Regions from separate parts of the Mus musculus genome. Here all the other regions are linked to region 3. The links are chromatin contacts, called in public ChIA-PET and HiChIP or PLAC-seq maps. All regions are on one chromosome and are shown on one strand. The core of a region is the stretch at or near the end of the contact, and the rest is flanking DNA. Distances in the headings are between cores, read along the strand shown.

Region 1 (2,812 bases), core at 257-2,756, 630 kb after region 3:
CACCCTTCTTGTTCATTCTCTCTCTTGTTTGTTTGTTTGTTTGTTTGTTTTATGTTTTAAGACACTCGCCCAGTTTAGCCCAGGTTGGCCTTGCTAAGATCCATGATTGCTGAGATCACATGCTTGAGCCAGAGGACCTAGACTTACAAGAAAAGATAATGTTTTTTTCTAGTCTGTTTCTTCTTTATATTTTCTCTCTCATGCTTGAAGCCTAAACTGTAAAATAGCTCTCTGAAGCCCCTTGCCTGGTGCAGGTTAGTTACCCTTGAACCATGCATGACCTGGTTGCTACTTCACACAAGGATACACATCTCTGTCTGGAGAAAACCTTACAAACCAAGCTTTAGCTTCCTTGAATACTTCCTAAACACATTAAATTATGCCATTTTGCTGCCTTTAGTGTTTTCTTTTTTTCCCTAATCCTTTTTTCTGCTGACTATATGTCTGAACCTGTCTTCATCTTGTAGACCTCAATTTAAATTCCCCTTCATAAACCCAGTTCTCTGACTGACCACAGGCACAGATAGCTTCCCCTGGGCATCCTCGGCCTGCTGTCCTGCTGGTTTCTTTGGCCCTACTTTGTGGATGTGCCTCATTCCTGCTTCTTCCCACCTGAATGGTTGTTTTTATTATGTTGTTTGCACATTTTCTATTATTATCCCCATTGCCTTAAACGAGATTATTTTAAAAAACAATTCCACAAAGGTAGGAAAAAACAAAGGAAGAAAATACCTCTATAGAGTATGCTATAAATGGGCTAGAGAGATGGCTCAGCCGTTAAAGGGTAGGCTCACAACCAAAAATATAAGAGTATTCGATAAATTTGAGACTTACATACTTATTTCATTTAACCTTCACAGAAGCAAATTAAAATGAGTTGAGCAGCTTGTCTGGGTTGTGGCTGTTAGTGACAGCATGAGGTTGTACCATGTGATTCTAAAGTCTGATTTGTGTCTGTTCTCCCTCCGTTTCAGGTTTTCTAACGTCGATTCTCCATGCCTTTCATTTTAGTTGCTCAGTAAATATTTAATCTGCGCTGGCCTCTTGGTTCTTTACTGTCTCACTTTGACTTTCTGTTAAGCCTTCTACCATAATACAAAGAAAACTTAGTTAAATTCTGTGTTTTATCCATCTTTTAAGGTTTTTTTAGGGAAACATTGAAATTTTTGGCGTGGATATGAGGGTCTGACTCATCTCTAGATGGTCATCATTCCTATCGTTCCACACAGTAATTTTATAGGTTACTTACCCAAAAAGCTTTGGTTAGAAAATGGTGTTCAAAGTTTTCTTTTGTAAATGTTTTTAGAAAATGCTTTCCAAAGCAACAGAAGATATAGAATTGTCTCCAACTAAAAATGTTTCCTCTTTTGTGACTTTGCTTAAAATAAAGAAACCATATGGTTCCTCTTTTTAGTTAGCTGAAAAAGGAAACAGAGAAGGAACCAGCTAACACAGGAACCGAATTATAAAACCCAGTGTGGTTTGTAAGATCAGCTTTGATTGGTTCATCACCTCTGATGTCAGTAGGAAGCTAGAGGCTTCAGGGTGATGCTTCCACTTGTCAGCAGTAGTAAAAGCAAAACCCACTTTTAAAATAGCATCCAACATTCCCCTGCTCATCATTTCTGTCATGTACCCTCCTAGGATCTGCCACAGGAGAGTACTAGAACCTCTTAGAATCTCACTCTAGCAGCTCTGCATACTCTAGAGAAGCATCAAGACAAAAAGAAGACATTTTGGATTTAATAATTTTGGGGGACAGGAAGCCTGACTCTTTTCAGATTTAATGAAGCTGTTTCTGTTACTGTAACATGCAAGCTTATTCAACATACTTGCCAACTTTGTAACTTGTACATTCCTAAATGGACACTGTTTCTGCAGAGAAAGATGATGGTCAGCTGATTTGGGGCAGGGGATAAAAAGGGGATTAAAATTTAGAATAGAAAGAATGGGAATAAGTATTTTTTTTCTTTTATAAAAAGGAGCACTAACAAGAAATTATAAAAAAAAAAGGTTTAGGATGCACTAGATATGTGGGAAAGGATCAGTTGATTAGAAAAGATATTGAAGAAAAAGAAATAATTGGAAATGGTAGTTGCTTATTAACTATCAGGAAGTTACTAAAGAAGACTGAAGTAGGTCAAATGCAGTTAGAGATGGGGGTGGGGGTGCTGGGGACTTAGCTCAGTGGTAGAGCTCTTGCTCTTGAGAGAGAAAATGAATGAATGGACATAGGTAAAGAGGATTGTTGAGAATTGTCATTTCCTGTCATTGGCCTGTATGTGGGAACAAGAATTAACAAAGAGCTGACCATCCAGGACAGAGGCTACATGACCAGTCCTCAATCCAGGCTCCATTCAGCTTCCCCTACCCTCACTGCCCTGCCACAACCCAGAGGTAACCCTGACAACCACAGAGACCTAGGAACAGTCTATGTAGGACCTTTCTTAGAAAGCCTTTACTCTCCTGCTCAGGGAAAGCTAGATTTCTCAACCTTATTATAGCAATACTTCTCTCTATTTAAATTCTGAGGTTTAAATCTGCATTTTGGTTCTTTGTTTTTTTTTTTGTTTGTTTGTTTGTTTTTGTTTTTTGTTTTTTTAAAGGGAAAATGTACATATTTTTAGTGACTTCGTATGCACCGAGACAATGAGATCGGAACTCATGGTGGCCTGTCGCATACTGCCAGGGCTACAGTGATTGCCTGCCATGCACATGGCCCTGAGTTTGGTCCCCATTACCACAAAATTACCTAAGAAAAATTAATGCTGTTCAATTGGCTATCATAAGAAATACATATCATTTTAATAAG
Region 2 (2,921 bases), core at 26-2,525, 530 kb before region 3:
GGTGGGGGTGGCAACATGGAGGATGACGTCGGCGACGAGGTCACCAATACGAGGGGGTCCAGGGCCAAGCTGTCATCCTTCAGCTGCTCCCACAGATTTCCTAGTCGGGGAGAGGGAAGAAGCCTCATCATTGGCAGGCCATAGAGAGTTAAGCCCAGTCTGTCTCCCACCCAAGTACCTCAGAAGCCTCAGAGAACAGGAGTCTGGTGATGCGGACTGGAAGCCTATCTTGGCATCCACTCTGGGACCTCAAGTAATCACTGAACTTTTTTTTTTTTTTCCTGAGCCTCAGAGTCCAGCTCCGAGCTCCAAGGTAGCACGGTGTAAAAGCCATAGATGCAGGCGACCCCTATGAAAGGGTCATCAGACTTTCCATCGGGGTCGCGACCCAGAGGTTGAGAACCACTGCCATAGTTGCAGGTAACCTCTGGGCCTCTTCGAGAAGAACAGGGTACTAGATTAAGGTTAAGGATTTGCCCATTTGAAGGTTGTTGCAAAGCTCTTCTTGGAAGCGGCCTAGAGGCCCCCCTGAACCTCTTCACTCAGGCTTCTGCCTTGGTTCCCAAAGGTTGATTTGCCGCCTACAGTCTTCCCACAGTGCACCACCGAACTTGATGAGGTACACAGGTCTGGCTCCCTAGACCCTCCTCCCCGCCCCCTCACAGGACCCAAGGTACAGGGATAGAACCAGAAAGGACACTTGACTCTGAGGAACAAACAGTGCTGTCACTGAGTTCCTCCTAGGGTCGTGTGACCTGCCGCGTGGCAGGCCAGTGACTGGAGTCGCTGCCTGGAACATCATCACCGCAGGGTGGAGAAAGAGACCTGACAACGCTGGCTGCTCTTGGCCACCTGGGTTCAACTCCTTCTTTCTGGCCCAGCGACCTTGAGTGGATGTATCTCTCTGTATAGTATTGTTTGCTAGGTCCAGATGGGAAGAACATATGTAAAGCTGTTTGCAAGATGCCTGGTACTCAGTAGGAGCTTGAGTGGGTATTAATTAAGGGTTTTGTGATGCTGGGGTATTGACCCTAACTAAGGATTGGTGCATGCTAGGCAAACGCTTTACCCCCTACCCACATCTCTAGCCTTCTGATAGAATTTATAGTATCCCACGTCCACATAGCCTCCTCTGCAGCCGCCTGTTCTCTGCAGCCGCAGCAGGTCTGGAATGAAGGTCTATGTGAAGTTTATTTCTAACAGTCTAAGGTATAGATCAACAGCCTCCTCCAAAAAGGCTTGCTCGGTACACTACAGTTCAAACGGGAAGGGGCGGGGCTTAGAAGGGTAGAGGGTGGGGCTTGGCTGCCTGTAGGATGGAGCGGGCAAGATGGAGGAGAATGTAAAGATTCACCTCTCTGGGCTTGTACCCTCAAATCTCTCTAGGACATGCTTAGCTCTGAGGTCTTCCATTCCATAGAAAGTCTGTCTCCTGAAGTGAAAGCTAAATTCTGATAAAACGCAAATGATTTTGGAACGTTTAGCCTCCCAGTCCCTCACAGTCAAGTACACCAATGGAACTTCCGGCTTTTCCCAGCTTTGTCAGATGAGCGGTTTGATGATGAAGCCATCTGGTACATGATCAGAGTACCAGGAGGGGGGAGATGGGGGAAAGAGCCTTTTAGCTCATGATCTGGAGGGCAGGGAGCAAATGCGAATTTAACATTCCTAGTCATCCGCCTCAGGTGACAAGAAACTCAGGAGCCAGCAGGTGGCAGCCTAGAGACATGAAGAGGCTAGGCCACGCAGCCAAGAGCACCTCTCTAGTCCTGTCCCACCCTTCCCAGCTCCCAGCTCCCAGCTCACCCTGGAAGTCGAAGTCAGTGAGAGAAGGGTTGATAGCATCCAGGTCAGTCCCAAGGTCTCCATCTGGCAGTAGAGTATCGTGCATGGTCCTGGCTGAGGAAGGCTCAGCCATCAGCTTGGCACCGTGGCTGGGTGGTGTGTGGGCAGGTAGAGGTGAGTCCTGGGGGGTGCCTGGCTGGGCCTGCAGCTCAAGATGCCCATCTGGCTGTGGGAACAATGGCTGCTGGTGTCCAGAAGGGGCCAGGCTGGGGGAAAGGTGTGGGTAGGTCTGCCCATAGCAGGAGGGAGCATGGCCACCCAGTAGGTCCTGCAGGGGGTTCTTGCCAGGCATGGGGCCTGGAGCTGGATGCATTGGGTGCAGAGGCTGGGAAAGACCAGCTGATGGTGCCATGGGCCGGATGGGACCTGGGCCTGCCAGCCCAGGGGGTGGACAGCCCAGCAGCGGAGAGCCCAGTTTTTCCCTTTTGTCTCCAATGAGGCTGTCCAGCTCTTCTGCAAAGGCCCAAAAGAAAACACCATGAGGCCTCTCTCCTTTGTAGCCTCCCAGCCCAGACCCCCCTCCCTGTATCCCTCTCTCCCCAGGCTCTGCTCTTCTTCATTCTGGTACCCAGGTCCCTTGGCCTTTCTCACACAGGCCTGACAGCCTCACCTGGTTTGGCCATGCTTTTGCGCACAGCAATGGGGTCTTTCCTCTTCCACTTCTGCAGTTCTTCCTGCATCTTGTCGATTTTGGAAGGATTGAGGGCCCACAGACAGCCCTTTCGAGAGGAACTTCCGGATTTATTCTCCACCTTCTCAAAGCACTTGTTGAGGGACAGGTTATGGCGAACAGAATTCTTCCAGCCATCAGGAGCAGTCTACCAGAGCAGAACAAGAATCCAGGTTGGGTTCAGGCGGCAAGAAATGGCTCTAGGTCTGGGGATTCTAGAACATTCCTTCGCCAATTCTATACATAGGGTCTCTACACACTCTGGCTTGATGTATTCAGCTCCAAAAGCATTCGTAGAACCCTTTAGTGGGCAGAATCGTTGATCCTAAGTTAGTTTTTGTTTTTTGGTTTGTTTGGTTTGGTTTGGTTTGGTTTGGTTTTTCGAGACAGGGTTTCTCTGTATAGC
Region 3 (2,861 bases), core at 172-2,671:
GAATTATGGGTGGGTCACCACACCCACTGGGCATGCATTTAGATTTCTGGATCTACTTGCTTGGGAAGCAAACATTTTAACTGACAAACCAGCTCCTGGTCCTCGTGACTGGTGGTTTAAAGCCAGCCAAGCCGCATAGCAAGATCTTGTCAGAAAGAGAGGGCAACGGAGAGGAGGGGGGATTTGATCTGGGCTTCTTAGAACTCAAGGCAAGAATAGAAATGATGACATATAAACCTTTCATGGGTTTGAGAATCAGGCAGAGCAGGAGGGGCGCACACTCTTTCAGAAGCACTTTCAGAGGAGCAAGCAGGCACCCAGCAGGTCACTGGGACATTAGACCACAGGTTCTTCAATTTTTTTTTTTTTTTTTTTTTTTTGCTTGTCTTTTCTTTGATTTCTTTAAGGGATTTTATTTTTCCCATTTCTTTTTTAAAGGCCTCTATTATCTTCGTAAAGTTGGTTTTAAGGTCATCTTCTCGCGCTCCAGCTGCATTGAAATATTCAGGTCTGGCTGTCATAGGATAGCTGGGCTCTGATGGTGTCGCACTGCTCTGGCTGCTGTGTTCCTACTCTGGCAGTTAGGCATCTGGATTTGGGATGATTGTAGGTCTAGATGCTGATTTCTGAGTTTGTCCTTGTTGGATGAGTGCTTTGCTCCTTGATTTCTGATTCCTCTTTGGTTTCCGTGGCATGCATTCTTAGCAGTTTATTTGAACTCTGAACCACTAGGGAATCTCTGACCAGGTTTGGGGCTGGACTTTTGGTAACTTGCTTGGCCTTTGGTGCAGCAGAGGGGGGTGGTTTTTGTTTTTCTGATGGGTGTGGCTTGCACCTGAGCAGCTGGAGTCTGTTCTTCTGACTGGTGTGGCCATGGGCAAGCCAGTAAGGTGGGATGGGATCAGGGGGAGAGTAGAATAGTCTTAGGGACCCAAATCTAGGGAGTGGGGCAGCTCAGCTGGCAGGGGCTCACTCACCTGCTCTTCTAACTGGGGTCACCTGAGCAGCTGGAGTTTGCCAGAATTGAGGGCAGGGGCTCCATCACTGGGTGGGCAGCCTCACAGATTCTCTTGTGGCCTCTCTTGCCCAGAGGCCTGATTGACAGCCTGTGGTTTGGTTTGGGCCTTACCATGGAAACATGAGCCTGTGGAGTCTAATGAGGTCACTCACTTCTAACTGATCACCCACACCAGGCCTGAACCCATGGCTCAGATCCTTTCAACATCAGTTCAGAGGCAGGCGGTACCTCAACTGGACTTCCAGAAAGAGGAGCTTTGTGAAGATAATACAAGACACCCAAAATCCCCCCCCCCCCCCCCCCCCCCCCCCCCGGGAAGCTTGTTTCTGCTACAGCTTGCACAATGCTGTATTACCCCGTGTGATGCTGGGGAGAAAGAGAAAGTGAAAACACCAGTGTGGAGCGCAGTGCCTGAGCAGAGGCTTCAGCTGGAGGGAATTCCCAGTCTGCTTGTTTTGGCATTGTCACAGCACAATCCTGCTGGGTAGTGGAAACCAGCCAGGCCTGACAACTCTAGGAAGAGTCATCCCGGCTCAGAGGCAAACATCCCGGCCCTAGGCTTTTCTTCCACCCTCACCAGCAGACAAGCTGGCCCAGTTGCAATGTTTGATTTTATATTCAAAGACAGAGTGTTTCTGGGGCACTCTGGCTGCCTTTTCTTTTGCAGCTGCTGGTACTGTGATTGCCTATGCAAAGGCTGAGTATCATAGCAACCCTTCTAGCAACCATGATGGGCATTTGCAGGGGGGTCCTCCAGCCTCTTTGGATTAATAAACCCTGCCGTTCACAAGGGAGGAGCGCAGAATTAAAAACAGATACCTTGCTCTCAGATCTCTTGCTCCTAGCCGCCCCTCCCTTCCCCTCCCCCTTCCTTTCTCTTCCTCCTTTAGTGGCAAGGAATTTAGTTCATAGCTCCATGTAGCCATCTCTTTTGAACTAGCAGCTGGAGAGATGGCTGAGGGATTAAGATCAAGGTTTGGTTCCCAGCAGTCACTTAGTGGTGCACAACTGCCTGTTATTCCAGTCCCAGGGGATCCAATATTGTCTTTAGACCTCCTCTGGCACTGCACATATATGGTGCACACAAATACACATTAAATAAGTAACATTTTTAAAAAACACAAGTACTAGCTGGCCAGTGCTCGTGCACACCCACAGTCTCAGTATGCTTGGAGGCAGAGGAAGGCGGATCTTTGAGTTCAAGGCCAGCCTGGTCTACAAAGTGAGTTCTAGGACAGCCAGGGCTGTACAGAGAAACTGTCTCAAAAAAAAAAAAACAAAACAAAACAAAACAAAACAAGGGGCTGGAGAGGTGGCTCAGTGGTTAAGAGCACAGACTTCCAGAGGTTAAGGTCTTCCAGAGGTCTTGAGTTCAATTCCCAGCAACTACATGGTGGTTCACAACCATCTGTAATGGGATAAGATGCCCTCTTCTGGTGTGTCTGAAGACAGCAACAGTGTGCTCATATGCATAAAATAAATAAATAAATCTTAAAAACAAAACAAAATAGATAAAATATGAGTACTAATGAATAACCTGAAATGCCACTGTGTATCCATATAACCAGATTGATGTGGCTAACTTAATCTCCTAGTCTTCTCAAATTAAAAAAAATTAAAATTTACTGGGATGATAACTTAGTAGTTAAGAGTATTTAGTTGCTATTCCAGAGGAAGAGAACCCAAGTTCAATTTCTAACACTCATGTTGAGTGACTCACAACTACCTGTATCTCTAACTCCAGGGGATCCAACATCCTCTTGTGCTCTCTGTGGGTGCACACATGTAGCACACATTAATATAAACATGTGCACACAATCACACACACATACACAAAACCACT

What was found. ChIA-PET counts read pairs in DNA pulled down with a chosen protein or histone mark. HiChIP or PLAC-seq counts read pairs in DNA pulled down with a chosen protein or histone mark.
Region 1: an RNA polymerase II ChIA-PET map of memory CD8 T cells shows a contact between it and region 3, with 5 read pairs. The contact joins two enhancer-like sites. A contact is called at or near these places in 2 of 39 promoter capture datasets (the C10 cell line and stem cell-derived epiblast-like cells) and 2 of 115 datasets of contacts at active chromatin or transcription factors (large pre-B cells and memory CD8 T cells).
Region 2: an HNF4G HiChIP or PLAC-seq map of pancreatic cancer cells shows a contact between it and region 3. The contact joins two enhancer-like sites. A contact is called at or near these places in 1 of 484 Hi-C or Micro-C datasets (the G1E-ER4 cell line) and 1 of 115 datasets of contacts at active chromatin or transcription factors (pancreatic cancer cells).

The regions. Positions count from the first base shown.
Region 1 is chr11:79,518,600-79,521,411 of GRCm38.p6, forward strand. The region is part of intron 36 of Nf1 (neurofibromin 1); the gene reads left to right. All of the region lies in intron 3 of Evi2 (ecotropic viral integration site 2), which reads right to left. The region is part of intron 1 of Evi2b (ecotropic viral integration site 2b); the gene reads right to left. Among named protein-coding and RNA genes, the nearest start is that of Evi2b, 3.8 kb to the right of the region's middle. Within about 2 kb of position 1,507, at least 158 of the 459 cell types and tissues checked have an H3K27ac peak or open chromatin away from gene starts, as enhancers often do. A contact at or near this core is called in memory CD8 T cells, where this site is marked.
Region 2 is chr11:78,358,971-78,361,891 of GRCm38.p6, forward strand. Foxn1 (forkhead box N1) reads right to left here. Exons shown (of 9, transcript NM_008238.2): 7 at 2,456-2,663; 8 at 1,807-2,298; 9 at 1-100. Among named protein-coding and RNA genes, the nearest start is that of Gm30367, 12 kb to the right of the region's middle. Within about 2 kb of position 1,276, at least 141 of the 459 cell types and tissues checked have an H3K27ac peak or open chromatin away from gene starts, as enhancers often do. A contact at or near this core is called in pancreatic cancer cells, where this site is marked.
Region 3 is chr11:78,885,765-78,888,625 of GRCm38.p6, forward strand. No RefSeq gene overlaps it. Among named protein-coding and RNA genes, the nearest start is that of Nos2, 34 kb to the right of the region's middle. Within about 2 kb of position 1,422, at least 225 of the 459 cell types and tissues checked have an H3K27ac peak or open chromatin away from gene starts, as enhancers often do. A contact at or near this core is called in memory CD8 T cells and pancreatic cancer cells, where this site is marked.